Regions from separate parts of the Mus musculus genome. Here all the other regions are linked to region 3. Evidence: chromatin contacts called from public promoter capture Hi-C data. All regions are on one chromosome and are shown on one strand. Each heading gives the region's core, a stretch centred on a gene start, on an enhancer-like site or on the middle of the called end of the contact. The rest is flanking DNA. Distances are from core to core; before and after follow the strand shown. Region 1 holds the start of Mettl17 (methyltransferase like 17). Region 2 holds the start of Zfp219 (zinc finger protein 219). Region 3 holds the start of Naa30 (N(alpha)-acetyltransferase 30, NatC catalytic subunit). Region 4 holds the start of Cdkn3 (cyclin-dependent kinase inhibitor 3). Region 5 holds the start of Cnih1 (cornichon family AMPA receptor auxiliary protein 1). Region 6 holds the start of Cgrrf1 (cell growth regulator with ring finger domain 1).

What was found. Promoter capture Hi-C pulls out the DNA fragments that hold promoters and counts their contacts.
Region 1: a contact with region 3 is called in a promoter capture Hi-C map of liver, with 5 times the contacts expected there. The contact joins the promoter of Mettl17 here to the promoter of Naa30 in region 3. A contact is called at or near these places in 4 of 39 promoter capture datasets (hippocampal neurons, liver and pre-B cells), 1 of 115 datasets of contacts at active chromatin or transcription factors (astrocytes) and 1 of 9 other capture datasets (liver).
Region 2: a promoter capture Hi-C map of pre-B cells shows a contact between it and region 3, with 5 times the contacts expected there. The contact joins the promoter of Zfp219 here to the promoter of Naa30 in region 3. A contact is called at or near these places in 2 of 39 promoter capture datasets (hippocampal neurons and pre-B cells) and 1 of 9 other capture datasets (liver).
Region 4: a promoter capture Hi-C map of pre-B cells shows a contact between it and region 3, with 8 times the contacts expected there. The contact joins the promoter of Cdkn3 here to the promoter of Naa30 in region 3. A contact is called at or near these places in 1 of 39 promoter capture datasets (pre-B cells), 1 of 484 Hi-C or Micro-C datasets (B cells), 2 of 115 datasets of contacts at active chromatin or transcription factors (acute myeloid leukemia and astrocytes) and 2 of 9 other capture datasets (adipose tissue and liver).
Region 5: a promoter capture Hi-C map of hippocampal neurons shows a contact between it and region 3, with 2.8 times the contacts expected there. The contact joins the promoter of Cnih1 here to the promoter of Naa30 in region 3. A contact is called at or near these places in 3 of 39 promoter capture datasets (embryonic stem cells, hippocampal neurons and pre-B cells), 1 of 115 datasets of contacts at active chromatin or transcription factors (astrocytes) and 1 of 9 other capture datasets (adipose tissue).
Region 6: a promoter capture Hi-C map of pre-B cells shows a contact between it and region 3. The contact joins the promoter of Cgrrf1 here to the promoter of Naa30 in region 3. A contact is called at or near these places in 5 of 39 promoter capture datasets (the C10 cell line, the HPC-7 cell line, hippocampal neurons and 2 more), 1 of 484 Hi-C or Micro-C datasets (CD8 T cells) and 2 of 9 other capture datasets (adipose tissue and liver).

The regions. Positions count from the first base shown.
Region 1 is chr14:51,882,217-51,886,126 of GRCm38.p6, reverse strand. It overlaps Mettl17 (methyltransferase like 17), which reads right to left and starts at 1,285. Exons shown (of 14, transcript NM_001029990.1): 1 at 1,104-1,285; 2 at 823-976; 3 at 605-739. The coding sequence starts at 1,181.
Region 2 is chr14:52,018,681-52,022,614 of GRCm38.p6, reverse strand. Zfp219 (zinc finger protein 219) reads left to right here and starts at 1,882. Exons shown (of 5, transcript NM_027248.2): 1 at 1,882-2,092. Tmem253 (transmembrane protein 253) reads right to left here. Exons shown (of 7, transcript NM_001033805.3): 6 at 3,737-3,883; 7 at 2,828-3,409. The coding sequence ends at 3,329.
Region 3 is chr14:49,169,820-49,173,964 of GRCm38.p6, reverse strand. Naa30 (N(alpha)-acetyltransferase 30, NatC catalytic subunit) reads right to left here and starts at 1,719. Exons shown (of 5, transcript NM_027492.2): 1 at 1,588-1,719; 2 at 572-1,349. The coding sequence starts at 1,348.
Region 4 is chr14:46,757,849-46,762,049 of GRCm38.p6, reverse strand. It overlaps Cdkn3 (cyclin-dependent kinase inhibitor 3), which reads right to left and starts at 1,509. Exons shown (of 8, transcript NM_001360041.1): 1 at 1,402-1,509. The coding sequence starts at 1,410.
Region 5 is chr14:46,786,780-46,790,519 of GRCm38.p6, reverse strand. Cnih1 (cornichon family AMPA receptor auxiliary protein 1) reads left to right here and starts at 2,163. Exons shown (of 5, transcript NM_009919.2): 1 at 2,163-2,337. The coding sequence starts at 2,257.
Region 6 is chr14:46,830,003-46,833,944 of GRCm38.p6, reverse strand. Cgrrf1 (cell growth regulator with ring finger domain 1) reads right to left here and starts at 1,811. Exons shown (of 6, transcript NM_026832.4): 1 at 1,566-1,811. The coding sequence starts at 1,669.

The DNA of each region.
Region 1 (3,910 bases), core at 36-2,535, 2.7 Mb before region 3:
ATGCAGAACTCTCAGCTATTTCTTCAGCACCATGCCTGCCTGCATGCTGTCATGCTGACAACCGACTAAACCTCTGAAACTGTAAGCCAGCCCCAGTTAAAAGCTCTCTTTTCTAAGAGTTGCCGTGATTATGGTATCTCTTCAACAATAGAACACTAAGACACTACCCTGAACCAGGTACTGTGGGACGTGCAGGGAATACAAGAATAAAAGGCAAATTTACAATATGAAGTCCATAGTCTTAAAAATAATCTGAAATGTAATAATTTTCTATCCGAGGTGGGGTTTCGTGTTTACTGAACTGCCTGCCATATGGCCTTTACTTACCTGAATCAAAATATAGTCATAATCTCTTTGACTTGCAGCGGTGGAGGGGAAATTTTTTATAAAAAAACCCGAAAGACCAAAACTTCTGACCTTTACCCAATCTCCAAGGGCAACCTCTGGCCCAACCTACCTTCTTAGCAGGGCATCATCTAGTAGGGCTGTTACTACAGCATCAAATGAGAAACAGCAGTATTTATCTGAGAGATTTAAATTATTCTTTGATCCTAATTTCTCGTTGACATTTTAATCTGGTTTGCCTTTTAGTTTTAAGCCCTACCTTGTTTTTCCAGGAATTTTTTCTCAAGATACGCAGCCCGTCTTTGCAACTCCTCCGGCTCTACAGGTAAATGTCGGCTCCAGAGATAGTTGGTGAGTGCTTGCACCTGCTTCTCTACACTGCGCATGGGTCTCTCTGTGGTCACAGATGGAAAGGGTCATCGCTGCGTGCTGGCCTCGTTTGGTTTTATCTGGCTTCCCCTTCCCGCAGTTTCTCACCAAAAAGCATTAACTGTGCGGCGTCAGCCAGTGCTTGCGGCAGCTGGACGTGCGGAAGATGCAGGATGCCGGGATGCTTTCGATGGGGCTTCTTCCCCAGGAAATCCGACCCGTTGTCTACCTGGGACACACCGGGCACAAGGGCGGCGTATGCCTGCAGACAGCGAAAGAAACAGAATGGTTGCAGGTGCTTGCTGCCCGAGGCATCGCCGAGGTCGCTCCTCCTCCGAGAGATGTCTCTGGAAACCCAGTTCTCCGCCAGCAGAGGAAGATGCACTTACTCGGGACTGGGGTCCTCGAAGGCTGCGGCAGGATCTGCAGAACAGCAGCAGAAATCTCGGTGTCCTGGCGGTGGCCATGGCTTCAGGACACACCGGAAACGGAAGTACACATGCCTGTAACCCTCAGCCCAAGCAGCTAAGAGCATCTTCCGTGGAACTTCGACCCGGACGGTATCAACTAATGAGAAGAGGGAGTATTTGCTAACAGCCAATAAGCGACCTTATGTACCTTATGTACGTCTCTGCGAAGAAGGCCGTTCGTGGGAGGGGCTTAGCCTTCAGAAGGGGCGTGGTCTCAATGCTGAGCGTGGCTGCGGGCGAGACCAACCCGGCTTGGGCGTGTTTTGTGATGGGGAGGGATCAGTCTCACGGGTTAGGGGGGGCTAGTGGGGTAGGAGGGAGAGGGGTTGGGGGAGTAGGGAGATGGGGGCGGCGTGGAGGGGGAAGCAGTCTCACTGGGGTGGGGAGATAGAAGGGGACGTGGGGGGGTGGTAGGGAGTGGGACTTGGGAGGACAGAGGCGGGGGCAGGGCTGGGCGGGGGTGGGGGCAGGAGTGGGGCTGAGAGTGGGGTAGGCAGGTGAAAAGGAAAGTGTGGACTTTCTTTGTTTTCATTTGGTGCTGTAGAATTCTGAACCGTGGCTAGTTTCCCTTTGTGAGACGGGACAAGACCATAACAAAAATCAGATTTAGGCAGTCAACGATGAGCGCTAATAACTATTACAGTTTGCAAATTAATAAATATAAAAATTAGCTTACTTTTTTTTCACATTTGTTGTCTGCGAGTTTGCTCCAGGTTTTCTATCAAGAGCTTCCCACGTAGCACACCGAATTCCCGCCATCTTATTTCCACAAACATCTGTTGCTAACTTAATTTTTCACGTGGTTAATTTACCCAAGTTCATGAACTTAATAGGTGATAGCTGAATTAAGTGCTAGGGAGTCGAAAGTCAGAGTTACATTTTTAAACAATGCACCGTACTGGGTATTGTTGGTCCTTGAAATGCAAATGGAGAATTTTAAGCTAAATGTTCGAAGGGTTAATCAGTGTGTGTGTGGGGAAACAACAACAACAACAACAAAACCCCCCAAAACCTGGGGCTGGAGAGATGGCTCAGCGGTTAAGAGCACTGATTGCTCTTCTAGAGGTTCTGAGTTTAAATCCTAGCAATCACATGGTGGCTCACAACCATCTGTAAGGGGATTTGATGCCCTCTTCTGGCCTGTGGATGTATATGCAGCAGAGCACTCATACATCTTTAAAAAAAAAAAAAAAAAAGACTCATGGACCTGTAAATTCTTGGGTCCCGGCAGCAGTACTTTACCCAGCTGTGGTTTCCTCTTTAGCCTCTTGGGGGCAGAAGTTAGCTGACAGGACGAAGAGTACTCTATAGTCTTCAGTCCAATTAGAAAAGTTACAGGACCATATATGGGTATCTGTGTGAGCTGGATTCTTAGATGCTTGGTTTGTCTTATGTGGGTAGTAGAGGTTTGATTTTATCCAATGACTCTCTGGAGACTCGAGGGAGTGTGTATGTACGACAGCTGTGGAAAAGGTGTTACCTACTGCAGTCTTTTGAAAGTTTGCTTCGCCCTCCCCCCTTCCTCCCCCTCCCCTCCCACTCCCGCGCGCGCGCGCACAGACACAGACACACACACACACACACACACACACACACACACACACACACACACACACACACACACACACACACACACACACATAGAGCCCTGGTTGGCTGGCCTGGAACTCAATATGTAGATCCACCAACCTCTGTCACTCAAGTGGTTAGTTTGAAGGCCTGTGCCACCAATGCCCAGCCTATACTTTGCAGTTGTTATACTTTATTATTATTTTTCATGTTAAATTACTGGCTTGTGCTGAAACAATAAAATATCTCTGCCACTTACAGATCTGCCCTGATAGATTGATTGGGTTGATGTTGTTGTTGTTTTTGTGGGCAGGTGTCAGAGTATAGGATATGTATAACCTTCTAGGGTCTGGCATTTGGTGGTCAGTTGATTCTGGAGCAGTGACAGTTGATGCCTTTAAAGCCTTGTTATAATGATTAAATGTGATAATGTCTGGATCAAAGTAAACCGACAAACTTATGTTACTATTTTTATATGTACTTTGGCAATTCGAAGAGACATGACTTTATATTTAAATTGTTATACTTCATCCATATCATTTAAAAAAAGCCAGACATGAAAGAACAACAGTTTGGATGCCACATGAGACTGAACGCTGAGGAATGGGACGAAATCAGAGACTTGATGGTGTCTGTGAAGGACATTCCTTTGTTCCCTGTCAAACTGATAATAGAGACGTGCCTTCCTTTTTTCCTGCTAATGGCCTAATAGACATCCTTCCTTTTCATTGGGAATGTAACATCTCAAGAGCTGACGGTGGTGGTTTGAATGAGACGGAGCCTCACAGGTGGTTTGAATTCCTTGATCCCAGTTGGTGGAACTTTGGGAAGGATTGGGAGGTGTGGCTTTGTTGTAAGAAGTGTGTCACTAGGGGTGGGCTTTGAGGTTTCAGAACTCTGGACTCATTCTCACTGTGCTTCCTGCCTTCTGCTTGCAGTTCCAGATGTGAGCTCTCAGCTGTTCCTGATACACTGCTGCTCCAAAAGCATTGCCTCTAATCATTTGGAATCACTGGCCCCCAATTAAACATTTTCTCTTATAAATTGCTAGTCATGGCGATTTACCACAGCAACAGAACAGTAACTAATACACTGATTTAGACCTATTTTTTTTTTTTTGAGACAGAATTTTACAACGTATCCCATGTTGGCTTTCA
Region 2 (3,934 bases), core at 633-3,132, 2.8 Mb before region 3:
AGGAGCCTGAAGCAATCTCCTGATTTATATGCTAATGTACCTGCCTTTCCACATTCCCTTACCAACCCCACTCCCAGCTGACCATCAAAACTCTCTTCCAGTATTGCAAAATATCCCCCCCCACCCCCACCCCCCCGCAGGCAAACTGACCTTTTCCTGGAAAGCAATGTCTAGAGGGGTAGTTTCATGTTTAACCCCTCCAACACAGGTGTGTTTCACCAGAGCTACAGAAACCGCACTGTACATCCCAACCCCCCAATTCTTCTAGTTGTTTTCTGGTTTTTCAAAACAATTGAGTTTTCCTGTGTAGCCCCAGAGGTCCTAGAGTTAGCTCTGTAGACCAGGCTGGCCTTGAACTCAGAGTGATCCTCCTGCCTCTGCCTTCTGAGAGCCAGGATTCAACCCAAATTTTTGCCATCTATTTGCATAATGCAGAACTTGACACTTCAGTCTACTGAACTATAGGCTGAATCTGACCCTTGAATTAAAAAAAACATTTTTTTTATTATTAATACTTAAAATAAGAGTGTTCTAAATTTCTGACTTCTATTCAAATCCGGAAACCATGGCACTACCGGAGCCAGAGCTGCCCACGGCAGTAGCTGGTGGAGTTGAGGACAGACATCCATTTAGCAGTGTGTACTGCTGAGTTCCCAGCAGTTCTCACTTCACAGGCAATCTAGTTCACTCACTTACACCATTATCTGCCTTCTTAGACAATTTATTTTCCACCTCTCAAGGGCCTCATCATTTTAGAGGTCTTGTGCATGACTCTATTTTCGCCATATGATTCAGTAAGATAAGCAGAAGAAGCATGGTGTAATGGCCATGCAAATGAAGTGTAGTTCAGACAGATCTTATGCGCTCAAGCAACAGAGCCAGAATCTAGGTCTCCTGACGCCTGGTCTTGTTTTTCTCCCACTAAGAATTTCACACGGAAGCTCACTGAACTAAACAAGGAGAAATAGGCATGGTTGCTAGTAGACAAATCCCAACTGCGGAGCCATTCAAGCTTCACCACAAATTTCCAACCTTTTCCTTAAATTGTTTGCTCCCCCTCATATTCTATAGTATCTTCCCCAGGAAACTGAGTGAGGCTTTACGACTTAATTTGGCCAACCAATTGTGATGGAAGTTAACATGTATCCATTTGGCGAGCAGCACTGCAGAATTCATAAACAATTCTTCACACTTAGTTCACGATGTAGTGGGGGAGGCAAACTTATGGTGACACAGTAGGGTCTTCATACAGTAAGGCTCAGTCAAGCATGGTGAGTGGCACGTGCCTTTAACTCCAGCACTTACAGGCATGTGGATCAAGGTCTACATGGCAAGTTCCAGGCAGGCAAAGATACATGTGAGACCCTGCCTTTTAGAAAAGAAAAGAAAAGAAAAGAAAAGAAAAGAAAAGAAAAGAAAAGGAAAGAAAAGAAAAGGAAAAAAAATTGAGCCTCCAGCATCTTAGGATCTTAATAATTTACAATGAACAAAGGCCCTTGTCGGTTATTCTGGACACAAAGTAATGAGAAATAAAACCAGAGGTTTTGGCCCTGAGTGTTCAGCATTGTTAAGAGACCCATTTATACGGTCCTTGAGTTTCTCTTAAGATGCAGAATGCAATATCCAGGTTTCCGATTACCGCGGTAAAAGCTGGAAGACAGCTAATTGCTGTTTTCTCTTTATAGTTTCTTTGGCCACTACGTCCTGACTTTGAAGAAAAATATTCTTTTCTCAGAGCCCTTCACTATCCCTGCAGTTTGATTGGGGGAAGAGAAAACATGGAGGAGGCCCGGATTGCGTTCTCTCCATTCCAGAGCCTGATCCCAGATCTGTCTCCACCCACTAATACTCACACGTAACTTTGTCATAGGGCGACTATTACCACTCCCAAGGTGTCACAAACAGAAAGGATCTGCAGCTGGCGCCACTGCAATGTCAAGGCAAGCCAGCCAGGCTGCGCTCTAGCCTCACTGGTACCTGGGCTTGCCTGAGCCCGGAGAAGCAGCATTCTCTAGGGAAAAGAAGCCTTCTCAAGTGGGAACAAAAATGAATGTGAGGCGAACACCCATCCCGGGCACTATGTGAATTTGGGGTGAGTTCTCTTAGGCCTAGTCAATCTCTACTTTTTAGCAGCTACTAAGCTGTCCCCCCTCTCCCCGGTGCTATTGGGATCCACCGTTTTCCTGGGCTTTCTCCGCTCCCCCAAACCAACCGAGTCTATCATCTTTGTACACTTGCAGAGGTCATAAGTGGTGTGGGCACAGTACAAAAAGAGCTTCAGCGACCGTACCGCTGCAGGGATCAAAGGCCCGCCGGGGGCGGCCGAAAGGCTGAGCCTGCGCAGTCCTGCTCCCGCCTTGGAAAGGGTGGCGGCCACGCGGGCTCGGTCCACCAGCGTGCTCGCTAGAGGCGGGAAAGTCTTAGGTCGGTACCCCCGCCTGCCCAGCCAGCCTGTCCTCTCCAGCTCCCGGCCCGGGGGGGAGGGGGCGAGGAGGGCCGGCGCCTCTGACTCATCATCTCCAACCCCCTTCTCGCGCGCGCTCCAAGTCTCAGGACTTTGAACCTGGGCACTCGCGCGAGGGGCGCGGCGGCAGCACCAGGGGAAGCGCGGCTTGGCCCGGCGCCGACCCCCAGCCTTTGTCAGTACCGGCAGCTGCGGGCACGAGGGCTAGAGACCCGCAGCCGGTGGCGGTGACCTGGCCGCGGTGGCGGCGCCTCTGTGCGCGACGGCCCTCCCGGCGCCTCCCCGCACGCGGGGCCAGTGGTCGCGTCCGAGGAAAACTCGGCTAGGCCTTGCTCCCAGCGCCTGGCGTCACTCAGCAGATGCACAGCGCCCCCGCCGCCGAGGGAAGGCTCTTTATTTTGCAGTAGGTCACGGGGTAGCGGGGCATCCTGGGATTTGTAGTCTCGGGTGAATTAGGCAGGACCCGGATCCAAGGGAGACCTGGAGCACAACCGACGCGGATTCTGGGTTGGCTGGTGCAGCAACCCGGCTTGGAGTGGATGGGATTGTGAAAGGTGAACAGTGAGAGGAGGCAGATGTGAAATGAAGCTGGATGGAGAGGCAGGGAGGAAGAAGTCGAAGAATGCAAGGGAGGAAGCTGCTTGACGAGGCGTGAGGTGAGGGAGGTCTCTAGTCCAGAAATTATCTCCCTCTAGTGGGGAAGAGAAGAGAAATGGGCCTGGGTTGAGGGGAAATTGAGGGCACTCTGGGCTTCAGGCACATTCTGGGGGAAGTCCAGTTATAGTCCAAGGGAGGTGCAAGACGCAGAAGTGCCTGGAGATGTCCCCCTTGGCGTAGGGGGACAGTGGCACCTGTCTTGCCCACTCACTCATCCGTCCTATTTCCTGTGCTAGCCACCACGGGACCATTCTCCAAACCAGAAACCTCCTCCATCTCAGAGAGGCCCTGAAAACAGATGCGAGCAAATTTTGGGGTCAACCAAGGGGAAACCCCGGGTAGAAGCAACCCCCTTCCAGTTTTTCCAGTCTTTCCAATAGTACATTATGGCAGCTTCCTAACGTTTATGCACGCGTGTAGCTCCAGTCATTAAATACCCAATTCTTTCACAAACATCATTAGGGAACTAACGTCCAATGCCAGAAAGCCAATCAGTTTCAGCCCTTCACTTCCCTACGGCCCTACTATGTGCTCTTAAGCCTACAGACAAGGACAGCCAGATTAAAAGTTAGCTGGAAGCTGGCTGCTTCATGCTTTCCTCCCTGTACCCCCTACCTCCTGTAGCTCCCGGTACTGCAGCCTTGACCTCTTGAAGTATCCAGGCTTCCTCTGGCTCAGCAAGAACAGGGCATATGTGGAGACCAGCACTCCCGCTAGGGTGAAGGCCTCCGCGCTCAGCTCCAGCACCAGCAACCCTGTCGACTGCAGGTCGTAGGGTGAGGATGCTTTTGTGGGTATAGCCCCTGTTTTCTT
Region 3 (4,145 bases), core at 470-2,969:
CAGGCACCGGAAGTGTTAGTGACACCTTCTGCAATAGCACACCTGAAAGCAGGCTGACTACAACTGTTAATGGTCCACAATCAATGAACAGGGCCTGCGATTTCATTCTCCTGTGTGGCCACAGCAAGTTTGCTGACAGCCATGTTGACTAAAGCACATTTAGCGCATATATTCTTCCCCGACCATGGCTGTAACTGAGTTATTACTAAGGCCTGTATCGGATCAAAACCATGTTCCAATTCAATCACAGCAAAGTGCTCTAAGGATGAGGAAGGTTAAACATGATTAGAAGCTAATGTAAACAGGATGTAAGACAGCCCCCATGTGAAACATGCTCTGCACAGGATTGCTGCTGTTCCAAAAGTCACAAGATAACCCAGATCACGAGCTCTTACCTTCCACACAGTTCCACGGAATACCTGGGAAAAGTGCGCACCTTCGCGCCTCCCATCTGTAAGGTACTATGAAAATGAAGGATACATCCACGGCCACACTCCGGGCCCTCACACTCCCTGCCCCGAGTGGCCTGGATCTCTGCTGGGCTCACCCTGTTTTCATTCCATCCACTTACCAAGAAACACAGCTGTGGCCAGTTGTGGATAAAATATCTATACGTATAAATGGAGTAGGGTTCAGACAGATCTTTGGTGATCAGTCTCATGATATCAGGCATTTGGAGCTCAGATTCATATCGGACGTATCGTATCGTCCGATCCTCCCCGGGCTCGGCCTCCCTGCCCTGGGAGCTCCTTAAACTGCAGCCGGTGGTCAGAGACGAAGACAGCAGCCGCACCTGCTCGTCCATCTCCTCCTCCTCCTGCTGCTCGGTGCCCTCCACCAGTCCATTTCGGGCCGCAGCGGGGTCGCTCGCCGCCCCCGCCGCCGCCGCCGCTGCCTCTGACCGGCCGGGGAGTGCAGTTCTTGCATTGTTGGGGACCGAGTGGGGAGGTCTCTCCCCCGGGTGTCCCTCGGCTCCTTTTGTGGCAGTCACTTTGGAGGCCCCGTCGGGGGCGGCCGCCTCCGCTGCACTCAGAACCTTACTCTTGAGGGTCGCCGCGGCCCGGAGGTGTCGCAGTTCTGGGCCGATCAAGCCGTTGAGCTGCTGCTGCTGCTGCTCCGGAGGCAGCTGCGGGCAGCGAAGGCAAGAACGCGCCTTGGCCGAGGTCGCCGCCTCGCCGCCCGCTGGGCTCCCGCAGCCGCCTTCGTGCTCCTCGTCGTCCTCCTCGTCCTCGCTGCAGCAAGCGAGCGCGGCCCCCGCCGGGAACGGGCAGCGGAGCTCCGCCGCCGCTGGGGCCGCAGGCGCTGGTGGTGGGAGGAGGCTGCTAGGCCCAGGCGGTACCTCCGCCATCCTAGAAGCGACACAGCCGAGAGAGGAGGCCATGAGAGGCGGCCGACCGGCGCCAGGCAGCGCGGACTGGCGGGCCGGGGGCGGCCGAGGCGGGGGGAACAAAGGCAGAAACCGTCCCTCACCGAGTGTCCCCAACGCCGCGCCGCCCCCACGCCGCCGCGCCGGCCACCGTCCCTGGCCGCCCGAGCCCCGCCGCCGGCCGTGTCACCGCCTCCCACCCGCCCCTCCTCGCGGCTCACCCCGCGCCGCTCCCCGCCGCCGTTTCCGCCGCTCCTCTCCCTCAGCCACCGCCGCGCCGCAGTCGCCTTCACCGCCGCGGCCGCTCCGCCGCCACCACCGCCACCGCTGTCGCCGCCGCTGCCGAGCCTCTCACCCGGCCGCCGCCGCCGCCGTAAAGCGCCTCGCCTGTTACCCCGGGTAAAGTTTCCTGGGCCAAGCTTTACGACACTTCCCTGCCTGCCGGCTGCCGGGCCAGAAAAGGGGGCGTGGAGGGAGGTGACCTGTGCAGGGGCGGGGCCCGAGGTGTCTCCGGAGGGCTTCCGGGAGGCCGCGTGCCGGGGGTGGGGCTCTAGCCTGGGGTTCCAGAGGTTCCTGCGGAACTCGCCCCGCAGCCTCCCCGGGTGGGCAGGGCTAGGTGCCCTGGGAGCTGCTGGCTGTTGACATCCAACCTCTAGTGCCTTTATGCAGCTGTACTGTTACAACTTTTGCTCTGACCTGGCGCGTGGGGCAGGGAGCGCCGGCTACAAAGGCAGCAAATCCCGGCCTGGACCGCGAATTAGAGGGAATTTAAAACATTGAGCTGTGAAGATAGCATTTTGCAATTTAAAAAAAAGAAGAAGAAGAACCTTTACCTACCCCGTTGGGACAAAAGAATGGCTAGTAGTCTTGTTGCCCCATTCCTCCACCCCAAAGATTGAAGGCATAAATGTGACAAACAGGTGCCGGACAACGAAAGGCAACAACTGGGGGAAGCGACAGAGATGGTGGCGGCTAACAAGCGTACTCCTGATTTGTGGTTGTAATTGTGTTAGGTTGGGAAGCACCTGGTAAGAGTTCACGGGATCCTCCCATGTGATATGCTAAGCAGGTGTAAAAACTTTGAGCGTGTGGGTTACCTCTGCTCTAATCCACAGCTGGTAGTTTTCTGCATATCTGATCTGAGAGTTGAGTAACTCACACGCATACTAATCAAGTTACTTATTAACTTGTAGGAGCTGAAGAGATGAGTCAGCAGTAAGGAACACTAGGGTTAGATTCCCAGCACCCAAATGGCAGTTCACAACTGTCTGTAATCCCAGGTCAAAGGGAGGCTACAGCCTTTTCTGGCCTCCAAGGGCATCAGGAATGTGCACAGATACGCCTACATACAGGCAAACACCCATAACAAGTTTAAAAAGAATAAAATGTGTTAGATAGCTTTTTTATTTATTTCAACTGATTTATAGAGCTAGTCAGGTATGCCCAAGATTCATGTTTTCAGAGATAGGCTTTTATGACAGGTGTTTGCAACTTTGTGCCATAATCTAAACTGAAAAAAAAAAAAAGTGAGCTGCAGTAGTCAGCACATGTCTGGAATCCAAGTACTCAGAAGGCAAAAGTAAAAAGCTATGGAATTCAAAGGAAGCCTGGGCTGCATAGCAAAACTGTTTCTAAAAATAAATACTAAGTAAAAATAAAAATAAATTTCAAGTGAGATTAACCTGCACTGTGGCATGGTTTGAGACACGAGGGTGACAATCCTTTTCACTAAGACTATTAAAGGACACCACCAGCTCAAACAGAGAGACTCAGCCTCTAAAGATGATAAAATGTGTAAGTATCTACCAAGTATTGTACAAAGTGCCCTCTATACACTACGACTTTTATGAGTTCGTGTCTTACAAAAGTACATTCCTGTATAAACAGGCATGAAAACACATATATATTTCAGTTTTCTCAGTAATATGGAAGAAATAATTAAGTAGCTATAAATTTGAGAATGACTAAATAAGCTACTTTGCTTTTTTTTTCTCTGTATGATGTGTGTGCCAACGTGTGTGCCTGTGTATGTTGGTGAGTGTGTGTGTGTGTGTGTGTGTGAACACACGTGTACAGGTATGTTCAGGCCTGAGGATGCTTGACACGGATGTTAGAAATCCTCCTCCATTGCTTATGTGCCTTGTTCTTTGAGGTGAGCTCTCGAAGTTGAACCTGAAGCTCCCCAGTAGAGCTAGTTTTTCAAAGCAGATTGCTCCAAAGATCCTTCTTTCCCACCTGCTCAAGCTGGAATTACACGATCCATCACACCCACCCAGCATTTACGTATGTTCTGAGGACTTTGAACTCAATAGAGTTCACTTGCATGGCAATTTAGCCATCTCACTGTCCTAGATTAAAATAAAGCCTACTACTGTTAAAGTATGCTATTGTTTTCAAAAACAGAAAGAAATATTGCTATTGGTTCTCTTGTAGCTCCTATGACTCCTCTGAAAATTACTCCCACAATTATTCACTATAAAATAACCATTTGTTATGTGTGCTACCTAGCCTTAACTTGACATAAGCTAGAGTTAAGAGAAAGGAGGGAACCTCCATTGAGAAAATGCCTCCTTAAAATCTGGCTGTAAGGTATTTTCTTAGTGATTGATGTGGGAGGGACCGGCCCATTGTGGGTAGTGCCATTCCTGGGCTGGTGGTCCTGGCATCTGAAAGAGAGCAAGCTGAGCAAGCCATGAGGAGCGAGCCAGTAAGCAGCACACCTCCATGGCCTCCGCATCAGCTCCTGCCTCCAGGTTCCTGGCCTGATTGAGTTCCTGAC
Region 4 (4,201 bases), core at 260-2,759, 2.4 Mb after region 3:
GAGTGGAAGGAATGACTGAGCATTTAGGGAACAGGGAAGGGTTTCTTAGAGACCATTGAGCTAAGCTCTGAAGGAAGAACCTGCAGGTTTGTAGGTAGACTAGGAAGTTAAAGCAGTCAGTGTGAAAATTCAAGAGCTAAGGCAGGTATGATGGTGCAAAGCTTTGATGTCAGCATTGGGGAGACTGAGGCACAAGTTCTAGAGCAGTGGTATACATGGCCAGGCTGGCTCAAAAGAAAACACAATATGGGTGGAAGGGTGGAGGATTGTGTATTCAGTAGAGATGACCCAGAAGAGACAAAGCCAGTGGACACTGCTCATCCCCTTTCTAAAACAAAAACAAAAACAAACAAACAAACAAACAAAAAACCCTTTCCACTCCCTAATTGGAACCATCTGAGATCAGACATTTGAACAACACGTGTATACAAAAATATTAGTTTTAAAGAATGTCAAAAGGAGAAAGTAGACTGCGGCTGTGTGATTCCCACATCCATCCAGATCTACCCCTTCCCAGGCAGCAGTGGACTACAGAGGACTCACTTGTGCTTGCCAGAGGAGGTAGATCTCAAGAGAGGAGGAAATAGCGAGCTCTACGTGTGTTCAGTTCCTCTATACCAGAGGTCAGATAGCTCACTCTTCCTCTGGCAACAATGCAGTCGGTAGGCAGCTGACACAGTGGACACAAGACTTGCAAGAGTAACCACCTGACTGCTTGGCTTTCAAGCTCTTCTAGAAAGGTCTTGCTGGAGGAACAGGTGATAACTGGCTGAAATTATAGATTGCGGTTTCTTTGGATTGCTCTTTGGTATAAAACACAACGGAACCCAAATGAAGCCTTTAAGTGGAGTGTCAGCTATGAGGTAGAAACGATATGTCAGGTGGGGCTTCCAAGTCATGGCTAAGACCCCTTTTCTTTCTCCTATAAAACCAGATTTTAAGCTTGTGTGACTTTTCACTCCACCCCTCTCAGCCTGCTGTGGATAAATGCTAACAGGCTTAGACGTCCCTGCCTTCCTCAGGCCCAGGGATTCTGACCTGCAGGAAACAAGACGCAGTGCCCTGAGCTTTCTGAGGGAGGGTGGCTATCGTGATGTCACTCACAAACGGGGTCGTTACAGCCTCTGCATCTGAGGCATCAAGCCACCCACAACCCCGGCCGTGACAGCCTCTGCATCTGAGCTGTCAAGCTGAATGGCTTGGCCCTCTCTGGCAGGGTCGTCGTGAGGCCCCTCAGGTGGGCAGCGAACCGCAGTGCCACAGATCTGCCACTCAGCCTCCCCGACGCGCAGGGCGGTTACTGTGCGAATCGCACCGCTGGCCGCCCAGCAACGCAGCCGAGGCGGTCCAGCGTCTGGCCCCGTGGCGAGGATCCTTCGGGTCCCGGACAGCCCCACTCACCGGCTTCATCGCGGGTCGCCACTCGCCGTAACCAGTGCCGCCGCCCTCGCAGCCTTTAGGACACCGCCCGCGAAGAGCCCGCCCCCGTCAGTCCATTGGTCCGCCCACGTAGGAGGTGGCGCGGGGCGTTCCAGAAACCAATCATATCCTCGCTCTGTTTCTTACTCCGGGGCCTTGCTCAGCCTCTGACTACTCATTGGTTCAGAGGAAGTCTTTGAAAGACGCGCGGAAGGAGGGCCCGGAAGAAAGGGGATTGGCTTGGAGGGCTCCGCCCCTCCGCCAGTTGAGGGCGTGGACGTGGCGAGAGGCGGAGCGAGGCGAAGTGGTTCCTCACAAGTCCAGCGCTTTGGAGACTTTCTGGACTTAATTTCTGAATGATACCAGGATAGGGAGCATTTTCTTTTAAATTGTTTTAACTTTCAGGGCGTGGTAATTGGTGGAGGAGAGCCTTGCATAGGAGGTGTCCCTGGGAAAACTGACATTGCTGTCATATCTAGTCATGTAGATACTTTGGAGAATACTAAATAAAGAGCATAGGCATACTTGACATTGGATGTTCTGTATGTTCTGGATGTTCCAGGATGTACATAAGTTAATGTGTAGATCAGTCTTCCTGTTCACCAAGTAGGAATGTGCTAATATTGTATGAAAAGGAGATAAAATGATATGGGGGTTGGGGGTGGGGTCGACCTTGTCAGGCTTAATCAGCGCCAATATAAGACTGTTCTGAGCCTGCTACATGGGCGCAAGGAACTGAACTAGGGTCCTCTCTGAGAGGACACGCTCTTTATTGGTGAATCTTCTCTCCATTAACTCCCCTGCCCCCCCCCCCCCACCTTCCATTTTCAGTCTTCATTTAGCTGGCTTTGGGAAAGAAAGTCACCTGGAGCAATAGTATCATGGAATTTGAGAAAAGCAGAAGTTTCCTCTTTTACCCTTATGTCAAAGTCAGTGGGCACAGGGCTAGTAGTTAGGGAAAGAAGACAGCACGATTTGACTTAGAAATAGCATTAGTCACGATCCTTCGGAGAAATAGAAGTTGTGTGTGTGTGTGTGTGTGTGTGTGTGTGTGTGTGTGTGTGTGTGTAAAAGAAATGACTTCGGAATGCTGGTGAGTTCAAAATCTAGTGAGAGGTTAGTGGCTGTTGACTCAGAAGATCAGATCAAAGTTCAAGTTCAAAGGCAGAGTGTTGTGGGGGCCAGGAAGAGTCTGTGCTGTAAATTAACTGTGAAAACCATAAGCTAAAGAATCCTCCTTGTGTTAAGAGAATCTTAGCTTTTGTAATATCCAGGCTTCCAACTTGGAAGACAATCTGCTTTACCCAAAGTCTACCAACTTAAATGTAAATTACATCCCCTAATATTCACAATAGTGTTTTTCTAAATATCTGAGCACCTGGCTTAGCCAGGTCAATGCATGTCTTAGTTAGGGTTTCTCTTGCTGCAACGAAACACCATGACCAAAAAGCAAGTGGGGGAAGAAAGGGTTAATTTAGCTTACACTTGCACATTGCTGTTCATTATTGAAGGAAGTCAAGATAGGAATTCACACAGGGCAGGAACTTGGAAGCAGGAGCTGATGCAGAGGCCATGGAGGAGGGCTGCTTACTGGCTTCCTTCCCCTGGCTTGCTCAGCCTGTTTTCTTATAGCAGGCAGGACCACCAGCCCAGGGATGGCACCACCCACCATGAGCTGGGCTCTCCTCCATTGATCACTACTTGAGAAAATGCCTCATAGCAGATATCCTCAACTGAGACTCCTTCCTCTCTGATGACTCTAACTTGTGTCAAGCTGACACATAAAGCAGGCTAGTACAGTGCACAAAATAACATGGAGACCCTCTGGGATTTTCTGTAGTCAGTGAACAATTTTAGACTCATGCTGTCCATATTGGTTGCTCATATCCAAAATCGAAGATTAAGTTAGAATAACTAAGCAAGAAATGCTACTTTACAGGTACTGTCTTTTTTATTTGTTTGCTTTTTTTTGTTTTTTATTTGTTTTGTTTGTTTGTTTTGGTTTTTTGAGACAGGGTTTCTCTGTATAGCCCTGGCTGTCCTGGAACTTACTTTGTAGACCAGGCTGGCCTTGAACTCAGAAATCTGCCTGACTCTGCCTCCCAAGTGCTGGGATTAAAGGCGTGCGCTACCACGTCTGGCAATGTAAGTCTGCTTCCTTAGATGATGTTGCTATAGACATAGGGAACTAGTTACCACCCGCTACAAATCCACTATTGGGCATCGAAAAGTATATGAGAGCCTCAATGAGGGTACATAGTTCAAGTGTCATCCAGTATTTAAGCTTCTACCTTCTGACATGTGACTAGGATAGTGGGCTCTTTAAGTACAGTGACTTCGCAAAGTTTTAAATAAGTTTTCATACATTTCACAGAATAGCAGAGCTGCCAGTGCGAAACCGTGAACTAGGGAAAGCGTAGCTGTTCCTGCATGGCTTCCTCATATGGTGCCTCTGATCTCACGCTCTCAAAGGTTAGTCAGGCTGAACTATCCGCCACTCTCCATTTACTCCCAGGACACCGAGAGGTGAGCAGAGCCAGGAAGTGGGACATATGAGACAGCCAGCCACACACGAGGTGTGATGAGAAGCAGTGTCCTGTGTGCGGAGTCAGGTGGGCGAGAGGCTCAGGGGTGGGAGCACTGGAAGTGTGGGCTGAGGAGCTGACCTGGGGAAGCTGATACCTCAGCGAAGCCCACAAAGCCACGCCCCGCCGCCGGCCTCCCTGGCTTACCCCAAAGCATTTGTTACTGTTTGAATCTGAAATGTCCCTCACAGGGCCCT
Region 5 (3,740 bases), core at 914-3,413, 2.4 Mb after region 3:
AGAAGAGGGCATCAGATCCCCCCCAGAACTGAAGTGGCCCTCTTATCTATCAGAAAAGTATGATTTCCACATGCCATATAATATTGGTGATACAGACCTCCACTATCTAGTACCTTAGCAACATGTAGCCATTTGAAGTTCAGCTGAGGACTGGTGAGATGGATCAGTGGGCAAAGGCATTGGGCTATGCCTGACCTCTGAGTTCCGTCCCTGGGATAGTAGAACTGATTCCTGTGGTTTGTTCACTGACCGTGCCTCATGGTTGCACGGCCTCCAGGAATGGCTGGGGTGTCCAGTGAACGGATAAAAGAAAGACACACATACAGGACAGTTGGGGTCAGGTAGGCTGGGCTTTTGGATGGAGAAAGCACAGCTTCCTGGAAGCTTGGTGTGTGTATTGAGTACAGAAACAGGGAGAAGGGGTGTCTTAGTCAGGGTTTCTATTCCTGCACAAACATCATGACCAAGAAGCAAGTTGGAGAGGGAAGGATTTATTCAGCTTACACTTCCATACTGTTGCTCACCACCAAGGAAGTCAGCACTGGAACTCAAGCAGGTCAGGAAGCAGGAGCTGATGCAGAGGCCATGGAGGGATGTTCTTTACTGGCTTACTTCCCCTGGCTTGCTCAGCCTGCTCTCTTATAGAATCCAAGACTACCAGCCCAGAGATGGCCCCACCCACAAGGGGCCTCTCCCCCTTGATCACTAATTGAGAAAATGCCTTACAGCTGGATATCTCGTGAAGACATTTTCCCCAACTGAAACTCCTTTCTCTGTGATAACTCCAGCTGTGTCAAGTTGACAGAAAACTAGCCAGTACAAGGGGTTACTGCGTTCAGTGAACCAGGAGGCAGATTTAATAAATCTTAGTAGGTGCAGTCTCTGCAGGGAGCAGTCTTCAGGCAGTGAATAGGGTGGGGCTATGGTAGAGATGGAAATCCACACAGACTAGAGAAAGGTTTTGCTATTTCCTTGAGCCTGGGGTGTAGTGGCATTTGCCATTTTCCCATGACTCTGAGGATTTAGTGCCCAAGCCAAATAGCACACATTCTCCCAGACCCTCACTGCCTCAGAGTTTCTTCCACTCACCACCAAACAGTGGATGTGTGCTCACACAATGAATGTAACTTTAAAATAAATGTTAATCCACTAGAGTGATGCAGAATTTAAAGTTCAATTCCTTAGCCATCTTAGCCACCTTGTATCCACAAGTAGCCAGTGGCTGTATTCCACAAGAGCAAATGTCTACCAATGCAGAAAGTCTCAGACAGGCTGGACATAGCCCTCTAAAACATTCTATTCCGTTTGCTCCAGTGAGCACATTTCAACACAAATTTATCGTGTCTTTCTTGCTTAAAAGCCTTGAAGAGTTTTTCTTCCATCATCAGCATCTAGTAGATGATGAACTGGTTTCTCAGATTGCAGCCAGCATTAAAAATAAAACTGTTTTGTAGAAATTTTACTTTGTTTTTGATTTTTTTTTTCACCACCACTACCTTTCTAATCTGTGGTCTTTATGTTACAGGGTTACACTGAGAAAAACAAAATCTTTGAAATCTTGTGATAAGCAATAAAGTTTGAAAAGCCGGGGGTCTGGGTGTAAGCCTGAGCTCCTGAACTGAGCGTATTTTGCTACTCTGTGGTTTGAGGTCTTAGACCTCTGTCACCCAAGTTCCACTAACAGATCCATTGCTGGTTGCACCCAAGACACAACGTTTTCCTTTCCTTTTTCCCTTTCCACCTCTGCCCTTTGCTCATTTGAGCCGATTTCCTGTATCGCCAGCACTCCCTTCTCTTTTCCTGCACTTATCATAGAAGCCTCAGATTAGCTTCCAGGAGGGCCGGGTGACCTTTCATAGCATGCACAAGTACCAGTTTACAGCGTTATAACAACATTGTTTAGTCGCTCGTTCCTGGAAGTAGATTAAATCCTTTCAATACAGGCACTTTTAAAATCTACTTTTGCATTTCAAACACAAGACTAGTCTCTGGAACAAGCTAGACATTCATTTAATGGCTATCCAAAGAGTAAACTACAGAATGAAGGACAAAATCAACTGTGCAGACAACAGAAGAGCCACGCAAACTCCGACCATCAGGGGGTGCTCGCGCGGGCGGCCCTCTGCGCAAGCGCGCCGGGAGGAGGCCGCGGCGGCAGTGGAGGCTGAGGCCGGGGGAAGTGAATGGTTTTACCCAGAGGGCCGTGCGCCGCCTTTCTCCGCTGGCCCCGGCGCGCCCGGCAGCTCCTCCCCGGCCATGGCGTTCACTTTCGCGGCCTTCTGCTATATGCTGGCGCTGCTGCTCACCGCCGCGCTCATCTTCTTCGCCATCTGGCACGTGAGTAGCCGGGGCAGGGGGAAAGAGGGCGAGCGACGGCGCAGCCTCTTGCAGCTCCCGGCCCGGGGCTGCGTGGGGCCCCAGCTGCCGGCGCGCGCCAGGACGTGGCCTGGCTGCTAGGGCCGTGGACGCTGCGCGCTCCCGGGCCGGGGTCCGGAGGGCATGGCGTGCGGGGTCCCGGTGTCCACGCCGCCGCGTGCGGGCCCAGGCCGCGCTCCGCTATTCGCGAGCAGGGCTGGGCGGGGCGGGCAGGCGGGCGGCTCCGTGTCTACGCCGGGCCCGCGCGCACGGCTTGTCCGCGTCCCCCGTCTCGATGGATGCCCAGTGCGCACCGAGCGGTGACTCTCGGCGTGAAGTTTTCCTAATTTTTATCCTTGAATTACCGATTTCCTTTTAAGGCTTCCTCGGAGCACGGCCAAAATCGGATATTATAAGTTACTTTAGCTCCATTTCCAACTCTGCTTTGCAGCACTCGATGGGCGATTTTCTAGTAGAACACGGTGGTTGAGAGACGAGTTCCTGGTGAACTTTGAGGCAGCTTGGATTGATTACTTCGTTGGCCACATCTCCGAGTTTTCCCCTGAAGTCATACTTTGGATCGCGAGAGCTTTTTCAGGAGACAGCCTCCCAAGCCACCTCTGTGGTATGGGCTGCATGATTTAGTAGAGGGAGTTTTAATTTGATTTTGAAAATCCTCAGAAACTTTTGGCTCCTCATATGTCCTTGCAGGGTGGACGTGCATTCTTACTGTGCTCTGTCCCTGGTGACAGTTCTATTGAGACAGACTTTTGAGTGTCTCTACCGCTTAGCACCACTGAAAGAGCTCTCTGGGAGATCAGCAATTCTCAAAAGTTGAGCTCATTTGTTTCTATCCTCCCAGTACTTTCTGGAATAATGGCATAATTTGAATGATGGGGCGAGTTCAACCTCGTGTAAATACTAAGTCAGGTTTCATCACCATCCTGTGCGTGATTAAATGGCAGCAGATTAAATGGTTGCAGAAGTCTCCGAAGTAGGTAGATAGATACCAAGGGTCCTTCTTGCTAAGGAGTGTGATTGTATTTAGAGCCTATTTGCCTGTGGATGGGGAATGCTGGGGTCCGGTGTTCACTTTGTCAGAAATAACTGCTACTTCACACAACGCTCATTAGTTTTAACTAAGATTGGAAGAGCATCTTCTGCTCTTTGGAGGAAGAACAGGAAGATGGATAGCTTTCGAGCTGGCCCCATTGTTGTTTCCAATGAAAGTGGAGTGTCTGGCTCCTTTCCATCTGTAACTTTAAGTCATTTGCTCTTTTTATAAATGTCCTCTGGAATGGTGGAGATTAGTGGAAGAGAGCTGGGCACTTCCCCACGTTTTCCACATTCTGTGTTTGGCTTAAGAAACAGCCGGGCGTGGTCGC
Region 6 (3,942 bases), core at 562-3,061, 2.3 Mb after region 3:
ATCATTATAGATTCAAATCAAGCCTTAAACGTGGCGTGAACCTGTGTTTGTCTGACTCCAAAGTCTGTCTCCCTGTCTCTCCTTGTCTCTGTCTCTCTCTGTCTTCCCCCCCCCCCACACACACACACCCGTCTTCCTTTTACCCTTAGATGCCACATTACGTGCAATATGAATTTTATCCACTTCCCCCAGTGGCCTATTTAACAAGGCATATAGTGCAATTATCAACTAGATAATTTCCTTAGAGAGGAAAGTTAGGTTGAAGAGAGTAATACCAGTGTTGTAGTTCTTTAAAAACTGTGTATTAAGACTACTTTTTTTTTAAAGTGGTAAACACTAATTCTAATTACAAACTTCCTTGACGTAAATGACAGCAATTAAAACCTGAAAGGTTAATAGTAAATAACACGGAGTGATCCACGTATGGTGGCACACCCCTATATTCCCAGCACTTGGGATGCTGAAACAGGACTGCAATCATACTATGCTACAGGGAAACCACCTGTCTTAAAGAGAAAACAACTTAAGACTGGACTTCATCTTATCTTGTCCACAACATGGGAGTTTTACGCTGTAACTCGGGGTCAAGTGGAAATATTAACATGTTCTTTTTTTCCAAAAGGAGATCCTATTATCAGAAACGGACCGGGACCTGTTAAAGTCTTTAAAGTAACGATGAATATGTAATCAAGTGGTATTTTTGAGCTTGATTTACAAAGCCCGCTTCAGTCTCAAACCTGTTTGCTTTGTTCTTCTTGCAAATGCATTCCCGTTCTCACATAGTTTTCAGAGAACTCGTTCCCCAACTGTAACAGCTCATGTCCTTTTCTGTACGGTCCACTTCCAGCCATGGTTCTTGCTCATTTAGAGCCACTGTTCAATACATTTGGGTTCACCATCTTTTCAAGGGGCTATGAAAGCTGCAGTCTAGAGAGCAACCGCTGTAGGCTAGTCCCGTGGTTTCAACCAGCTGTGTTTTATAAGCCTAAACATGATAAAACTGCATCTCCTCAAGAGGGATACCGGAGACTCAACACTGAAAGAATTGTTCCTGGGTTATGTAACTCTCCTAGAAGCAAAATGCCTCCACCCCACAGAATAACTTATTCCTAAAATCTCGCTCCTTTCTAAAAACGTCTTATTAACTAAAGATCACTTCCAAAAAAATAGACTGCATCAAGAAGCCATTCAATTAGCAATCGGTAGATACAGAATTCGGGTAAAAGTTCCTCTGAAAGATCTGGGACCAAGCAAGGGTCAGTTCGGGTCATAAACAGCCAAGCTCCTTTGGGTCAGGTCTGCGCGCCTGCGGGGCCGGTGACCGGTCCCCGCTAGGCACAAAGTAGGCCGGGGCCCGGGACAAAGCCTTCGGGACACGCACTCTGACCCCCGCACCAGGACCAAGTTCTCCCCTGCGGTCCCATCCCACGGGGGCAGCAGCCTGGCCTGGGCCGAGTGTGTTCGGTGGCGGTGACCGCTCTCCCGGAGTCACCCGAACCCTCTGCGCGGACCCCACACCGGGCCGGCGGTCCCCGCGCCCTCCACTCCCAGCCCTGGACACTCACCATCCTAATACCAGGCCGGTGGTGACGATGAAGCAGGTGAAGACCACCGCTATGTAGAAGAGCGGCGAGTATTCATAGAGCGTTACCAGGAACACTGCGGCCATCGGGGTCTCCTGGGCTCAGCCCAGCCCAGCCCGGCTGGCCCGGACCCGAGCCGGTATGGCGCCCCGGAGCGGACAAACTTTGTAGGTCCTCACTCGCCCAGGCTTCTGGGCAGCTGACAGCCGCGGCCACTGGAGACGGAATGCCAATCACAAGGTTGATAGCAGGTATGCCACGCCCCTCCCTCGTCTGGTCCCGACTACTGGCTACGTAACAGGGAGGGACCAGCTCCGCCCTGCCCTGCGCCCAGGATTGGTGGCCTGAGAGAATTCCGCCAGCCGGGCTCTGTTCTCAAATTCCTAACTGACATCTGGGGCCAAAATTTAAGTTAATGCAGATCCTCAGATACACGAGGTATCCTGGAAACCCTGCAAACCCTAGACAAATTTGGGAATGGGACAAGGGCCGGCATCGGCGCGACGGAATGGTCTACGAAAGGAATGGTCTCGATTTGCGGATTGTCGCGGAAAACCCGAAAAGAGGTCACTACCGCGAGCGATTTTTTGTAACCTTATCAACCTTTGCAAAGTAAGTTTATTCAAAGGAAAATCGGCATACGTACTCCCTCGGCCCTCTTTTTTCTTCTCCAATTAGAATTAGCCAGATCTTTGAAGGTTTTAGTAACTAATTTTTGTTTGTTTATTAGGAGATCTTAGTACAGGAAGTAGCTTAATGTCTGCTTCCTTTCCTCACTCTTGTCATCAGTGCCTCAAAGAAGCCTCCCGGAAGTTTCTCCTAAAACCACTTTTATATTTCTTTTACTTAAGCCCTAATGTGATCCCTAGTTACAGCATAAACAGGAGAAACACCTCCCATCACAAATCCGATCCTGTTACTGAGGAAGAAGGGGAGAGTGGACATTAGGACGCTTAAGGAAAGGTTTCATGCCATGCTCTCAAGTCACCAGGAAATGTGTGCTTCAAAAAGAAGAGTTAGCTTCGTCCAGTGACCTTGACCAAATAGCCTTGTGTTTTCTGGAGTACTGCTATTTAAGCTTGTTTCTATGTAAATTTTCTCATTAGTAGATATTGAATTGTAAAAGTATGTTTATTTAAGCTATGCTTGGTTGTTGGAATGTTTTTTACTACCACATCAAGCACTGCAGTGAGTATCCATAAAGCTAATTTACTTACTTAGGCTAAATCATGGAGGTAGGACTTTATGTATATTTAATTTTTTTTAGAGACTAGAGTCTAGAAATACTGTGTTAGATGCAATCACACCATTGCAGGTAGCCAATCTGAAGGCAATTTTATTACAGTAAAACGAAAAGGGATGTTTATCGTGAAACAAAAACATAAGTTGCAGGTAAAGTAACATTAAATACATAGGAATGACTTTGTCCCCACTCAACCCCCACTGAACCTACAGTAAAGAGATGTAAGATGTAAGCCAACAAGATGGCTAAAGGCACTTGCTACCAGGCCTGACAACCTAACTGGAACCTTCTGGAACCACGTGGTAAAAGGAGAATACAGTTGTCTTCAGACCTCTGCAAGCATGGGCCATAGTAAATATAATGTAATGAAAGAAAAGTAAACATTTCCCAAAGTGTAAAGAAGAGAGGAAGCAAGAAAAGAAAAAAAATAAATAAAGTAATGCTTTGGAAGATACAAATCAGAAAAGAACAATTCACCAATCCAGACACGAGAGCCAGCTCCAAATCAGAAATAAAGGAACGGGAAGCCAGCCTAGCTTATCCTGAGGAACTCTCTAAACAAACAGGAGCGGAGATTTAGCTCAAGTCTTTACCATTTCCTGCTTGGATTTACTACAGCCACTGAAATATGTGTCTAACACAGGACCTGTCCTGTGTACTCTGCACACACAGTGTCCCTTACTGCAGGACCTCTCCTGTGTACTCTGCACACAGTGTCCCTCTCTGCAGGATCTCTCCTGTGTATTCTGCACACACGGTGACCCTCTCTGCAGGACCTGTCCTGTGTACTCTGCACACAGTGTCCCTCACTGCAGGATCTCTCCTGTGTACTCTGCACACAGTGTCCCTCTCTGCAGGACCTCTCCTGTGTACTCTGCACACAGTGTCCCTCACTGCAGGACCTGTCCTGTGTATTCTGCACACACGGTGACCCTCTCTGCAGGACCTGTCCTGTGTATTCTGCACACACGGTGACTCTCTCCTCCACCACCAATGACTTTTCTATAGCAAAAATCTAATTCCACTGGTAAAAGTCCTGGGTTGGCATGCCCTGTTTTTCTTGTTCTTTTTAAAATAAAATTTTAGGTAAATTTACAAAGTAATGAGTGTTGTTTT